Linked DNA regions of Mus musculus: regions 1, 2, 3 and 4 are each linked to region 5. The links are chromatin contacts, called in public ChIA-PET, Hi-C and HiChIP or PLAC-seq maps. All regions are on one chromosome and are shown on one strand. The core of a region is the stretch at or near the end of the contact, and the rest is flanking DNA. Distances in the headings are between cores, read along the strand shown.

Region 1 (2,700 bases), core at 98-2,597, 520 kb after region 5:
ACTGGCCTAGTCTGTGCCGTTAGCCCCATCTGCTGGATCATTTATGAAATAGTTTGCTCACTGGGTATTTCTGTTGGCTATAATCTATGCTATTATTTGTCCAGAAAAATAGAAGTGGAATTCACTATTCAATTCAAATTCATAATATAAATGTATTTCTGAAGTGAAGTGAAAATTGTGGGGTTATACAGAATTAAGCCTAACTCTTCTCATCCCAGTACTTTTATGCTATTTTATCAGACATCAGAAAAAGTAAGAGCTAATATAAAGGCTTTGTTTGAAAGGAGTATGGGAAGGCTTGTTTAATAAAAATAATTGGAACCACAGGGATTTTAGAATTTTATAATCGTGTCAGGGCTGGTAATTGATCTACTCAATGATTCGCCTATTGCCATGTGTGTGGCTAAGATAAAGATAGGAAAAGAGGTGGACCAGGGGAGCATCCCTGGTAAGCAGTGCTGAGTGAGCGAGGCATGCACAGTAGTACAGTTTGGGAGTGTGTAAGTAGATGTCCAAACACAGGGCACAGCATTGTCCCTTGACATTGTCATGAAGACTTCATCTGGTCTTTAAAGAACTAATAAATTAATGGACTTTGTACATTTAAAATTCTAGAGTCCATGCATTTAAAATCTTATAAAGCAGTAACACTTTGGTGGTTCTTACAGCATTTCTTAGGGGGTACTACTGCTTTCTTGGTTTTAGCAAGCCTGTTGAACCAGAACCTCTATTACACAATTATGGTTGCAGTAGATTTATACAGTAGTTTTTGAAACATGTTTATTTCAGTGCTGAGATCAAACTCAGGGTCTTATGCATGCCAGGCAAGTACTCAACACTAACCTATTACCACCCCCTCCCCCCACACACACCCAGGACAGTACATTTTATTGTTAAAAGAATTTTTTAAAAGTTATCTTGGTGACATCTAGGCCAGTTGCCATGTCACGCATTTTACAAAGGTCTTACATCGGTTTCTTGTGTATTTGGTGGTGCGCATTTGCTCAGCTGCCCTGTACAGTTTCTGCTGCACATGCCACTCTTCTGTGATAAGGACCATTTTATGCAGGGTACTGACTTAATACCGGCTGCCTGAGTAGCAGAGAACAAGTATGTGTTCTGTGCAGTCCTGACTGGCAGAGGTCCTTCCCTGGCTTGCATTACCTGGCTCCTTGTCAGGGGAAATGCGCCTGCAGTAAGAATTGGGGCCTCTCTTAGGTCTGCTGAACGAGTTCTCACTCCCTGCAGATCCTCAGCCTTCGTAGCTGATGGTGTCAGTTCCCTTTCCCTAGGACCATATCCCCAAATGTAACTAACAGGCAGAAACGTAGCCCTTTCCACTACTTCAGATCCTCAAATGTCTGAGCCTTAGAGCAGACAGTAACTATGATAGGAACTGACCCCACGTGTATTAGTCATCTTCCTCATTGTTGTGACAAAACATCTGACAGAAGCTCCTTGAAGAAGGAAGCGTTGTTTGTTTGTTTGTTGTTTACTCACAGTGAGAATACCATGTCTACCATGACTGGAAGCTGTGACAGTAGAGCTCAAGGCCACAGGTCACATGGTATCTGTAGAGACAGACCTGAGTGATCTGCCCTGCCTCCCTTCTGTTCCTTCATTCCAGGACCCCAGACCATGGAGTAGTGCAGTCCACATTTAGGGTGGGTCTCTCTGCCTGAATTATCCTAGTCTAGAAACTCCTTCACAACACAACCAAAGGTTGCTTCCATAGTCATTCAAAGTGTATTAGCATGACAGTGTTCACCACCACACAAGAGACTTAGAGCCGTCAGTAGCTATGATATTGACTTACATCACTTGTACCACTGAGACAGGAAGCTCAGAGGATGGGCCTATAGCTGGTCAGAATACAGAGTTGCATATAAGGCTAAATTTATTGAATGAATGATATTAACAGCTATGAAATATATCCTATAAGAAAACTCTGTCTTGTTTATCAAGGTGTTTACCAGGCCAGGGGACATTGATCCTAGAAAATGTGTGTACATATGTAACATTCAATTTTATTTCTTTTTAAATTGTTTTCTTTCATTTTTCCACTGATCTTTTCTCCAACCATATATGCATTCTCTAGATATATTTCATATAGTTGTTACTTACCTGATAGCCCTTCCTATTATAAGTAGATAAGTACTCAATAAATGGTTTTAGATTATTTCTAGGAAACCTTCAGCATTATCTTTCCTCACTTGCTCCCTTCCTTTTTCCCCATCAACCCTCTCCTGATACAAGATCTCACTAAACAGCTTGGGCTGACTTGTAATGTGCTATGTAGACCAGGCTGACAGCCAACTCACAGAGAGACACATGCCTCTGGCTCAAGAATGCTGGGATTAGAGGTGTAGGCCACCAGGCCCAGCAGCTTTAGCCTCTTAAGATCCTAATTGTGCTGAAAAGGTCCTATTGCCTAGTATCTTTTTCTGATTATTTCTACATTTATCCAAGCTCATGTACATACATATTCATCCTAGTGTTGTACCTGCCTACAGTATTTACTACTTGGATTTACTGTATAAGTTTGTAGCCTGAGGGCATTAGCTATACCAGATAGCCCAGGTATGGTGTAGGCTACAATGTAGGTTTGTATCATTCCCACCAGCGCCTGTCCTCACCATTGACATGTGATTATTTACCATTTCCTATTGTGCTTTTATTAACTGTTGTGCTTATTGAAAT
Region 2 (2,700 bases), core at 164-2,663, 590 kb after region 5:
GGCTGCATAGGCCCATAAGGAGTGGCACTATTAGAAGGTGTGGCCTTATTGGAGTAGGTATAGCCTTGTTGGAGGAAGTATGTCACTAGGTGTGGGCTTTGAGGTTTTAAATGTTAAAGCCAGGCCCAGTGTTACTCTCACTTCCTCTAGCTGCTGATCCACATATAAAACTCTTCTCTTCTTCTCCAGCACTATGTCTCCTGCACACTGCTATGCTTCGTGCCATGGCAATAATGAACTAAACCTCTGAATGATAAGCTAGCCCCAGCTAAATGCTTTCCTTATAAGAGTTGCCATTGTCAGGGTGTCCCTTCACAGCAACAGAAACCCTAAGACACTGGGTCTCAGTATGTAGTCCATTCTAACCCAGAACCTGTCATTATTCTGCCTCAGCATTAAATTTTAATATAAATTATGAATTACAGATATTGTTAATGAAGGGAAAGCAGCACTTGGCACTTTGTGATTGTCTGTTATTGACATTGTTCCAGCTTCATTCTCTCTTCTCTACCGACTCCACACCAGTGGTCCATGTGTCTGTGACCTTTGCTCTGTATTTCCAGCGCCACCCTCTTGAACTTCAGGGCTTTAGCTTGGAAATTTTCATTGGCCTGTCTTTGATTTTCCTAATTCTGTCTTTGACCTCTAGTATACTGTCAGTCTTATCTGATGGGTTTTAAGGTTAAATATCCAATTATTTCTATTGTACGCCTAGAATTTACAAATTTTTATGTAAATTCTAACTCCATGTTAAAACTTTTTCTTTTATTTTTTTCTGATTTTGTGATGTCATGCACATTGTATGTTCTTGCCCTTTCCCGTTTTGGAAGCTTGGTTGGAGGACTATCAACCTCAATCCTGTATGTATCTGCATGTACAGTTCCCTGCCTAAATTCAGTCTATCCCTTTTGTCAGCTATCTGAAAGATAATATGTTTATTACAAAACACGCCCTCTAGTGGCATTTTGAATACGAGACAGGGAGTTTTCATTGTCTTTTCAGACTGCCCTTGTCTCCCACAGTCTCAGAACTCAGAAATGCTTTTTGGGGGAAATGATTTGGGCTTCTGATCTGTCCTGGATAGTTTCATATCAGCCTGACATGAGCTAGAGTCATTTAGGAACTGAGAACCTCAATTGAGAAAGTCCTCCCACCAGGTTGACCCATGGTACATTCTCTTGGTTGGTGATTGATGTGAGAGGGTCCAGCTCGCTGTGCATGGTGTCAACACCTGAGCTGGTAATCCTGGGTGCTCTAAGAAAAGCAGGGCGAGCTAGCACAGGAAGCAAGTCGGTAAGCAATCTTTCCTTCGGATGCTGCTTTTGGTCATGGTATTCTATGATAGCAATAGAAGCCCTAACTAAGACAGGATCTCCTTTAGCTTGCATCTGTCATATCAGCCTACTTTGTCACCAGATACAAAGTACCCTTATCTCCTGTCCCCAGCAGTGTCTCTCTACCTGTCATGCTAGTCCCCAGCTTACATTAGATATAGCCTGTGTCTTCAGAAAAGAAAATAGCAGCAGTTTAGTTTCACATAGGAAAGACTTTCTGCTTGGTTTCCTTTCCTTTGTTGATTTCTGATGTTGCCATTGGACGGCCAGATTACTGTTATATGATAGTGTCCCTGCTTGCCTGGAGAGACTATTGTGGTTCAAGTAACTCGTTGTAGCTTTGCTCTTATGAATATGACTTGTATTGAAATGCTGTGAATTCATACTGTTCTAACATGTTTCCAGTTTGGTAGGTGATCTGAACAAGTGGAGATGCCAGCAACTTTTTTGGTGTTTTTAACTGCCCCTTAGAATCCTGTAAAAGGTATCTTACAAAAGCTGCAGGGGAGCTGGGGAGGGCTCCGGGATTCAGAAACTTCATTGCTCTTGTAGAGAACAGAATTTGGTTCCCAGTGCCCACATCTGTCAGTTTACCAAGGCTTCTAACTCCAGCTCACAGGGATCTGATGCCCTCTGCTGGTGACCAAGGGGACCTGTACCATGTTCACTTACCCACATGTGCTCGCAAACAGACAAACAAACAAATCCAAACCAAAAATAAGCCTTAAACCATCATAAAAGCACTTCATTTAGCATATACTATATTTTAGGCAGTGTCCCTCAGTAAGCCCAAGATGGTAACACTAATATTTTTCTGTATAGATATATTATTAGTTTTAAAAGGTCAAGTACATAGTTCAACTAATCAGTGACAGAGGTGTAGCTTAGTATGTTTATCTGACTTCCATGGCTCTCAGTTATTCTACTGCGAGCATTTGTCAAAAGGAGACTAGGAGTGATCAGTCAGGATGTGTAAAGGCAGTGCCTGCCCCGTGCATAAAAACCCTCTGAGATTTACATGAACATCAATGACTATGTAATGTCGCCCAGTCCCCCATTCAAAGACACACAGCGAGGACCATGTTCATGTTTCCACAGTTGTTAGGGCAGGACCTTTATGGCACTACTTCTTGCAAGCTATTAGACTTCGAAGTGTTGAAGCCCAATGTACAAATATCAAGCTAATTTCCCTTACTGCCTCACTAACAGATCTGTTTTTTGAGTTTTGTTTTTTTAATTTTTGTTGTTATTTTGTTTTGACATGGGGTTTTTCTATGTTGCCCTGGCAGTCCTGGAACTCGCTCTGTAGACCAGGCTATCCCCAAACTCAGAGATTCGCCTGCCTCTGCCTTCTGAGTGCTGGGAC
Region 3 (2,700 bases), core at 69-2,568, 690 kb before region 5:
TGCAGAGCTAACTAATTCAGCTTCGAAAGGAGCATCCCTCTGGCTCTCTGTCTGATTTCCTGTGAACAGGAGGGTTACCGACAACCCTTTGGGGCCTCCCCTAACCTCTCCGCTCACCCCTGTCTCTGCCTTTGTACTTCCTCCAAGCACAGGTCCCTCCCTTGGTCTCCTGCCACCCTCTACCTCTCCTGGTCCACTTCCTCCCTGCCTCTCTTTGCTTCTCTCCCCTCTGCTGACAACTCCCCAAGTAGCGAGTAGCCTCTTCCTGATGCGGGACAGTAGCGAGTAGCCTCTTCCTGATGCGGGACAGAGAGGGGGATGTTCAGAAGTTTCCAAGGTGGGGCAAGGGGGACCAGTACCTGACATTTCGTTCTCATACGAAACTTCCTTTATTTCATGGTTCATTATCTCACCGAGATCTGCTTTCCGTCCACCCCCTTGGGAAAGGGCCTGACCACAAACCTAAGAACCTCACTTCTGCCTTTCTTACACATGGCAGAGACACACCAAGGGCCCTTGTGTGGGGACTGGGTTGGCCACATTGGTTGACGCAGAGGCCAGCCAGGACCCCCAGGGCTGGGCAGAGGAACAGCCACTGGCTCAAGGGCTCTCTAGTTAGGATTTTCCAGCATTCCCCAAATGGAGCTGGTGACATATGGCTTCACACTGCCCCTCGGGCCCTCAGTTCTAGCCCTATCGAGTCACCTCCAGCATCTTTTAAGGATCTCCCTAAGAACTTAGGTGCCTGTCCCCTACCCTGTGCCACATAGATACCTACTCAACCTAGATTTCGGTAGCAGAGGCAGGTTGAAAAACCTTTCTAGAGACACTGACTAGCCTAGGAAACCACCAGGCCACAAGATTTCTTTGTCGTCAACTAACACAAGGAATTGTATGTCTCATCTGTTGGGGGACATGTCTTCTCTCTTTAGATGACAGACCAGAGCTGACTATCAGCTCATTCAGAGGCTGGCACCATCCTCGCTACCCTCGGACCTACAGAATCACATCTATTCTGTCTGTCTTGAGCCCCCATAGGCAAAACAGCCATAAATGTACTTACCTCTGCAGACCATTAAGGGTTAAATGAGAAAAGATAATCCAAGCTCTTGGCCTGATGTCTGATGTATAGCCAACAGCAGTGCTTAATAGATGTCAACTGTCATATCTGTCCCTACCAGGCCTTGGAGTCTGGGAAGGGAGCTCACCTGAAGGTTGCTACCTGCTTAGCATCAATGAGCAGGGCAAGAGGAGGCCCCCCAAGCCCCTTGATAACTGGAGGGATTCTTCCACTGAAAGTGAAAGTCCCGCCCAGGACTGGCTGGCTGCCACTTCCTCTTGGGCACCGTGCCGCTCTCCCCCCTCACCACCGAGTGTTCCACACACTCTTGAATCAGCACAGAGAAGAAATCTTGACCCAGAATGCTTTGCTCAAGGGGGCCGCTTGGGCTTGGAGCCCAGATTTTTCTGAACACTTCTCCCCTTTCATGCCTAAAAGCAGCTCCTGCGAGTTCCTGGTAGGGAAGAGCTGGGAGTGAATTTCAAACCAGTAGACTTACCAGTGAATGGACACCAAGCCAGAAACACACAAGCAACAAAATGATACAGTGTCCACAGTGAACACGCTAACCCGGGGGACTCAGGCAGCTGGGTGGGTTGGGGCGCTGGGGAATGGACGCAGATAGCAAGCAAGCTTACTGGTTTTAAACAAAACCTCAGGGTGCGTGTTTGCTTTCTGTTTCCTCTGAGCATTGTACACATTAGCCACAGAGTTTTTAGAGAAGAGACTGGTGGATGCCATTCTAGGGCTTTTGGCTTAGGGTCAGCTGAGGATTAAGACCTGGGAACCTGGGAGAGGGTCTAGCACCTGTGTTCAGCAGTGGCCACCCACCCAGCCTCAGGGAGGCCCAAAGGCAGCTCTCTCCAGAAATAACCACTTGACACATCCCCAGAGCAGATGATATATACCAAGTAAACAGAAAAGGAGGCAGATTTCATTAATCTTAATAAACGGCCATTGCCTTGGGAGTGGGAAAAGTCAGTTAAAAAAATTTTTTTTAAATGTTGCGTATCTACTCTTAAGATTGCATTAAACATTAAACTAGGCACAGTCTAATTTAAAGTGCTGCTTGTGGATCTCAGCTTAAGCAGCCCTGTTAAAACCTGTGGCATAGCAGTGTATCTTATTCAGGGTTTAATTAGATTTTGAAGCAAGCTGCAAATACACAATTATGCCGTTTTGCTGGAATCTGGACGGCTGGTGAAGTTAAAGATGGATAAGAACCTCCCTCCATCCCAGGGCCTCAGAGCGATGAACAAAGACCATGTTCAACAGAAACACCCTGATTTTCATTTTAATATTTTATAATAATGGCCAATATTTATGGGGTTCTTACTCAGTGCCGAGCAAATGGTGTACTCCTGCTCATCTGGGCTTCAAAACAGCCCAATGATATTCATCTTTTGTTAACTCCACAGGTAACATGCCAAGAAGCGATGGAGCCGTCTTAACTCCAGACCCAGCCCTGGGCTCCAATGCTCATAGAAAGTTTGGACTCTGAAAGATTTGAAGGTTCAATGAAATTCAACCATATGCCATAGTCACTTCAAGAAAGTGAACTCGGAGGACAGAAGGCTCTTTGGGGATTTGCTTTACTGCTGAACACCTGGGAAGAAGGGACCGTCATTAGCTGCCAGTGT
Region 4 (2,700 bases), core at 37-2,536, 520 kb before region 5:
AGGCCTGCCTTGGACAAGCTTTAGATTTTTAAGATTGGCAGACCCGGGGATCTTAACCACACCCACAGATTCTCTTCCCAGCAGCCCTCAAGTTCATTGTTTGAACAACGGAGTGGAAGGATGTGTACATTGTGGGCTGTCAATCCACTTTTATTCTGTCACGCTACTTGACCTCCAGGACCCAGCTCAAGTGGTGACTGCTCTCCTCCATCCACAAATCACACACACACACTCCATTTTTCCAGTGGACTATGGTGTTTTTTAAATAAAACACTCCCCCAAACCCGGGTCCATTTTCTGCACCAACCTAGGCTGTTTCTAGAGAGCAGGAGCCTAGACTGGGACATCTGTGTTCCCAGTACCTAGGAGAGCGTCTAGCTTAACACATTCGCTGCTAGAACGATGTGCCAGTTGAGCAAGCTCTCCAGATAAGAGCGTTTCTTTCGGAATCACGTAGGACAATGCTTGCGGGGAAGTGCTAGAAACCTTCAGCGAGGCTGTCTTTGATTCCCCAGGTCTTTGAAGGCAAAGATGAGCTCCAGTTTACTTAAAGCTCCTCTGAGCAGAAGCCTCGGCAACGGTGAGGCGGGTGGACCACTAGGTGTCACTCAAGATTCAATAAAGAGACGCAGGTCCTTAGAAAGCCATTTCTACCTTCCCTGGGGGAGGAAAGTGCTTAGGTGGTCCCCAGCCATTGTTTCTGTTGGTTCACGATCCCTCATTAGCCGCTGTTCTCTCTCTGCGGACGGACGCATTCTGGGTCTAAAATAGGACACCAGGCAGGCACCACGAGAGTTGGAACCTCCCGACTGTCGAATACAGCCTCGCAGTTTTATAGACAGGCAACTGACGTGTGTGTGTGTGTGTGTGTGTGTGTGTGTGTGTGTGTGTGTGTGTGTGGCTTTAGGGTGTGTCTGAGTTCCCTCCTACTCAAAAGTGTCTGAGATCTTTCTCAGGACCAAGACCCCTAGCTCCGGAGCTCTAGAGCCCAAGATGAGGAAGGTAATAGGGAACAAAAAAAGTAATAATCGGCCGTCTTTTTCTTAGAAACGAAGGCCTCAGGAGTGGGGGGACACTGTCTCCTTGGGATCAAGGACTGCAATTAGCCACCGGGCTGAAGGGAAGGGGCTAAGAGAGGGCTTGTGAGGAACAGCTCCTTGGCTTGATCTCTGGTTGAGGTTTTTTTTGTTTTTTGTTTTAAATGGCCCTCTAGAAGTGAAATCTAGGCATAGGGCTCACCAACTGCCAGGTTGTATTTTTCTTCACCCTCGGCAGAGGGCGCCCTTCCCCCGTCTCAGCTCCCTGCTGGGCCAAGGCCTGAGGCCAGCCCGAATCTTTACCCAGCCGTCTTGTGAAGCACCAGGGGCCAGCTGGCTCATTACACTGAGATAATTCCGGACACACTTATGTTTGACCTTGGACGCGGTCTTGAGATGTTCTACCCCTTTGGCCCCTGTGGTTCTAGGGCACATTGCTATCTTAAGTGAATATTGATTTGCCTTTCTTGGTGCTCCTGGGAAATGAGAGGTTACCCCACTGAGAAACCAGTTAAAGAAAGCTTGTTCGGAATGGAGAGTCCTGCCGGGCTTCATACACACACACACACACACACACACACACACACACACAGAGAGAGAGAGAGAGAGAGAGAGAGAGAGAGAGAGAGAGAGAGAGAGAGAGAGAGAGAGAGAAAATCTAATCTATCAATGCAATACATTCTTTTAAAATCTGGGAGCCTCCGGCCCCTCCCCCATTTGATTTGCTCGTTCTTCTTTGCATGAAAAAAAGTCATTCATTCATTCATTTAGTTTTACAACATGTGTTTTTATTAGGCACATTCTGGATGCCAGGGACCTGGCTTGGGAAAGCGGGCTGGCTTGCTGGTTTGGGTGAAGTAACTTGTGGGAAAGGAGATAACTGAAGAGATATTTGTAGGGATAAGAGTGAGCTATGCCTGAGATGACAGCCAGAGAGGAGAGGCAGAATGGGGTGGGGGTGGGGATGACAACAAGCCTTACCTGAACCTCAGCCAGGACTCTTTTCTGCCTCCCCTCCCTCTTGGGTTGCAAACTTAACAAAGGAAGTTGCGAGTTTTTGCTCTCCGCATAGCCCTTCTCTAGGTGAAGCCAGAGGCAGAGTGTGGCTAGACTCTGTTTCCAGCTTTGCACCACACTCCTGGGCTGAGCACCAGCCATTTTGCATGTTGAATTCACATCACTCATTGCCTGTGAGGCTTAACACGCTCTAAAAACAAGATGCCCATCTGGGTGCTGCAGCTGTTTCTCAGTGCTTGCCGAGCAGGTATCAGGATGCAGGTACCAAGGATGCAGGAAGGACCTTAGAGACCAAGGAGGAAGGCTGCTGGCTGAGAGGTGTTACAAAGGGATGATTCTGGGTCTGGGCCTTTAAGAACAGGTGAAATTAAGAATTAGTGTGTTCTGGGGAGACATGAAGAAATGTCTATTGACCCAGATAGGACATCCACGGCAGACCAAAGGAACAATTCTACTGTGGTGAGCCAGTGAATTTATTAGGGCTACTTGGTGACACAAAGGCTTGTGGCACTGCTGAAAAAGCTTATCCCCAAACTGCTAACCACATAATCCCCAGAGCTTTCTGCACAACTCTCCGGTGTGTGTGACCCAGGTTGGCTGGGCTCCAGTCCCATCTCCCCTCCCCCGGCCTCCTACCTCCAGTAAG
Region 5 (2,700 bases), core at 161-2,660:
TAAGTTGCTTTTGGAGGGTGTTTTACCACAGCAACATGAAAAGAAATGGAAACACCCAGCGATCCTTGTGAGACACCTCCACTTTTAGGGCCCTCATTCTATGAGTAATCCAACGCCTTTGGGGATTACAGGCTTTTCTATCCCCTTGAGAAGGCTAGGCTGACTTCAAATTGGCAATTCAGAAGACGAGGCCTAAATCCCTGTTTCTAAGAACTAGGCAAGTCCAGGCCTCAGAAGCTGCCCCACCACCTGGCCTGAAGCAAGGACAGTGGGTCAGCAGTAGTTTCCAGACTTCCTCAGCAACAGTTTTCAGCCACTCATGTCCCCACCACACCCCTAATGTGCTTTAAATCTGAACTGTGAGCTCACTTCCAGGTCTCCATCTTGGAATGAGAGACCCTAGCAAGCTGGACTTCTGCAGAATAAAGCCCTCTCTGCGTTTACATACCGTTTGGGTCTGGGGTATCATTCTTCAGCGAATCATGCATGGACCCTTACACTCTAATCAGATCCTTCTTCTAGTTAGCACGTAAATCTCGATTGCTAGGCTCAACCTTAAGTGGTGGCACAAGCCTAGCTCTACTCAGGGGGCAGAGGCAGGAGAATCACGAGTTCCAAGTCAGCTCGGTGCGTACAGAATAGAGAGCACCAGGCCAGACTTGGTTACATAGGGAGCCCTTTCTCAGGAAAACCAACAACCACAAAGATTAAATATCCTGCAGGATCCAGGCGTTTAGAGGCCGTGCCTTTTGCCTCCTCCCTTGTTCCGAACTCTCTTTTGGGGAGCGCCAGAGAGGCCCCCTTTTTTATGTGAAATTTAAACGTTTAGAAAAAATTTTTTTTGTCGCGGGTGTGTGTGTGGTCCTTGGCAAGCAGCGTTATTCCCAGTTAGAAGCTTTGGTATTGACTTCCGGCCTGTTCGCCACCGAGGAGGAGCGCGCGACCCGCCTGCCCTGTCCGCAGGGAACCGCTGCAGCGCCAGCCCGCCACGCGCACTGCGGACACGCTGAATGAACAAACGGAACGAATGAATGAATGGGCTGCGTCGGGGGCCGGGCCTTTGTTACGTCGCCCCCCGACGCAGGCGTGGTCGCACGTACAGCGCTCGCTCGTGGACGCCGGCCGCCCAGTGTTGCCGATTCTGCCACGGGCCAAGAAGCTCGGCGCCGCCTCGCGCCGCCTCCCCCCAAGTCCCTGCCCCGCCGCGGAGCGTCACTTCCGCCACCCCCGGCTGGGGTTGGGGCGGGGAGCGCGGGGGAGGGGGCCACCAGGTCGGAGGGAAGGCTGTCGGAAGCCCGCGTCCTAGCAGGGACTACATTTCCCGAGGGGCCTCGGCGGAGGTAGCGACAGGCGGGCGCGGCGACGTTCCCCGGAAGTGGAGCCCGGGACTTCCACTCGAGCGTGAGGAGAGCGGAGCCGGAGACAAGAGCAGAGGCCGAACTCGGGATCTGACAAGATGGCCGGGCTGCCCCGCAGGATCATCAAGGTAACCGCCCAGGCGGGCTTCGGGCCACTGGCTCTGCTCCGGCGCGCCGGGCCGCGCGGCCGTCCGCTTCCCTCCGCAGCCTCCGAGAGGCCTCTCTAAGGCATCGCGGAGAAGGGTCCGGCCTCGGCGGCGAGGAAGTCGGGCGCTGAGGAGGGGGCGCCGGGGAGACTTCCGGCCGCCTCTGAACGCCGGACAAGCGGGACGCCCGGGCGGTGCGGCCGCGGCCGGGGAGGCCCTGGCGGCTGCCCGGGAGAGGGCGGGGCTGCGGGCTTCGGGCTCTGGCGCGGGACCGGTGCGGGCCTCGGCGGCTTCTGTTCCTCCGCGGGGCGGGAATCGCGGCGTGGCCTGGACTCTGGGCGCGGGTGGTGGCCCGTGGCCGGCCGCTCTGCCCCGGAGCTCCCTTCTCTTCCTCCGCAGGGGCTCGGGGCTGCGGCAGTCCCGGGTGCGGAATGAATGGACCGACCCCGAGAGCCGGGCGGGGCCGCGGGCCGGGAGAGGCCGCTCCGGGAGGGCCACGGGGTTCTGCCGGCGACAGCACAGGTTGGTCCTGGCTGCCCCGCACCTCCTAGCGACGTCCGGGGCTGGCCGCCCGGTTGCCCTGGCTTCCGCGTTCGCTTCCCGGTGTTTCTGCTGGGTAGCGCTGTGATTGTACTTCGGCTGGCTAACTCTTTGGAGACTGTTCTCTTCTCCGAGGCAAGGGCCTCAAGGGCCTCGGTTATGGGGATGATCTGTGAAACAGTTTGCCTCTCAGCTTTTGTGCGCCTTATTTGAGCGGCCCTGGGGCTCTTTAGGGATACTGAATTTTGATAAATACATAAGGAACCACGGGGGTATAAACCTCGTATCTTGATTTCCTAAAATCTTTACATAACACCATTAAGTCTTCATAGTGTTATAACCCAAGAAAACTAAATTTTTAACATTTTTTGGCATCTGTTTTTTTTTTTAATGTAGGAAATTGGTTAAAAAAATCTTGCACTGCCCAGTTTGCCAGCTAAGTGCTCAAATTGAAGCTTCACTTTGCTTGCTGTAATCCACTGAACATATATTTATAGCATTGTTCCACTCTTCCAAAGTTTTAGGGGAGATTTGTACAAAGTAAGTGGAGGGCCTCTTTGAAGGGTGTGAGACACTGTAGTTCTTCAGGCAGTCACAAATGTCTGTGAGGCTGGGGTGTCATTGACAGAAAGGTGCTTGAATTAGAAAAACAAGCC

The links. A called contact is a pair of places that touch in the nucleus more often than the background predicts. ChIA-PET counts read pairs in DNA pulled down with a chosen protein or histone mark. HiChIP or PLAC-seq counts read pairs in DNA pulled down with a chosen protein or histone mark.
Region 1: an H3K4me3 HiChIP or PLAC-seq map of bone marrow-derived macrophages shows a contact between it and region 5, with 4 times the contacts expected there. The contact joins the enhancer-like site here to the promoter of Ube2n in region 5. A contact is called at or near these places in 10 of 39 promoter capture datasets (the 3T3-L1 cell line, the SN4741 cell line, Sertoli cells and 6 more), 1 of 15 datasets of contacts at CTCF or cohesin (the NIH/3T3 cell line), 1 of 484 Hi-C or Micro-C datasets (bone marrow-derived macrophages), 19 of 115 datasets of contacts at active chromatin or transcription factors (the 230-238 cell line, the NIH/3T3 cell line, the SCID.adh cell line and 12 more) and 4 of 9 other capture datasets (adipose tissue, liver, macrophages and 1 more).
Region 2: an H3K27ac HiChIP or PLAC-seq map of embryonic stem cells shows a contact between it and region 5, with 3 times the contacts expected there. The contact joins the enhancer-like site here to the promoter of Ube2n in region 5. A contact is called at or near these places in 4 of 39 promoter capture datasets (the 3T3-L1 cell line and embryonic stem cells), 7 of 115 datasets of contacts at active chromatin or transcription factors (acute myeloid leukemia, bone marrow-derived macrophages, embryonic forebrain and 3 more) and 2 of 9 other capture datasets (embryonic stem cells and macrophages).
Region 3: an RNA polymerase II ChIA-PET map of memory CD8 T cells shows a contact between it and region 5, with 21 read pairs. The contact joins the enhancer-like site here to the promoter of Ube2n in region 5. A contact is called at or near these places in 3 of 39 promoter capture datasets (the C10 cell line, hippocampal neurons and pre-B cells), 4 of 115 datasets of contacts at active chromatin or transcription factors (astrocytes, large pre-B cells, memory CD8 T cells and 1 more) and 3 of 9 other capture datasets (adipose tissue, liver and macrophages).
Region 4: a contact with region 5 is called in a Hi-C map of B cells, with 16 read pairs. The contact joins the enhancer-like site here to the promoter of Ube2n in region 5. A contact is called at or near these places in 14 of 39 promoter capture datasets (the 3T3-L1 cell line, 3T3-L1-derived adipocytes, the C10 cell line and 11 more), 3 of 15 datasets of contacts at CTCF or cohesin (embryonic stem cells, large pre-B cells and stem cell-derived epiblast-like cells), 2 of 484 Hi-C or Micro-C datasets (B cells and cortical neurons), 29 of 115 datasets of contacts at active chromatin or transcription factors (the 230-238 cell line, DN3 thymocytes, T-cell acute lymphoblastic leukemia and 18 more) and 4 of 9 other capture datasets (embryonic stem cells, liver, macrophages and 1 more).

What each region holds. Positions count from the first base shown.
Region 1 is chr10:96,033,839-96,036,538 of GRCm38.p6, forward strand. All of the region lies in intron 22 of Eea1 (early endosome antigen 1), which reads left to right. Among named protein-coding and RNA genes, the nearest start is that of Eea1, 95 kb to the left of the region's middle. Within about 2 kb of position 1,348, at least 9 of the 459 cell types and tissues checked have an H3K27ac peak or open chromatin away from gene starts, as enhancers often do. A contact at or near this core is called in bone marrow-derived macrophages, where this site is marked.
Region 2 is chr10:96,103,393-96,106,092 of GRCm38.p6, forward strand. No RefSeq gene overlaps it. Among named protein-coding and RNA genes, the nearest start is that of Gm40746, 76 kb to the right of the region's middle. Within about 2 kb of position 1,414, at least 2 of the 459 cell types and tissues checked have an H3K27ac peak or open chromatin away from gene starts, as enhancers often do.
Region 3 is chr10:94,828,228-94,830,927 of GRCm38.p6, forward strand. All of the region lies in intron 20 of Plxnc1 (plexin C1), which reads right to left. Among named protein-coding and RNA genes, the nearest start is that of Plxnc1, 120 kb to the right of the region's middle. Within about 2 kb of position 1,319, at least 232 of the 459 cell types and tissues checked have an H3K27ac peak or open chromatin away from gene starts, as enhancers often do. A contact at or near this core is called in adipose tissue, astrocytes, liver and 2 more, where this site is marked.
Region 4 is chr10:94,991,050-94,993,749 of GRCm38.p6, forward strand. No RefSeq gene overlaps it. Among named protein-coding and RNA genes, the nearest start is that of Gm40744, 31 kb to the left of the region's middle. Within about 2 kb of position 1,287, at least 114 of the 459 cell types and tissues checked have an H3K27ac peak or open chromatin away from gene starts, as enhancers often do. A contact at or near this core is called in 3T3-L1-derived adipocytes, B cells, T-cell acute lymphoblastic leukemia and 6 more, where this site is marked.
Region 5 is chr10:95,513,752-95,516,451 of GRCm38.p6, forward strand. It overlaps Ube2n (ubiquitin-conjugating enzyme E2N), which reads left to right and starts at 1,411. Exons shown (of 4, transcript NM_080560.3): 1 at 1,411-1,486. The coding sequence starts at 1,457. It overlaps Gm46239 (a long non-coding RNA gene), which reads right to left and starts at 505. Exons shown (of 2, transcript XR_001779843.2): 1 at 449-505.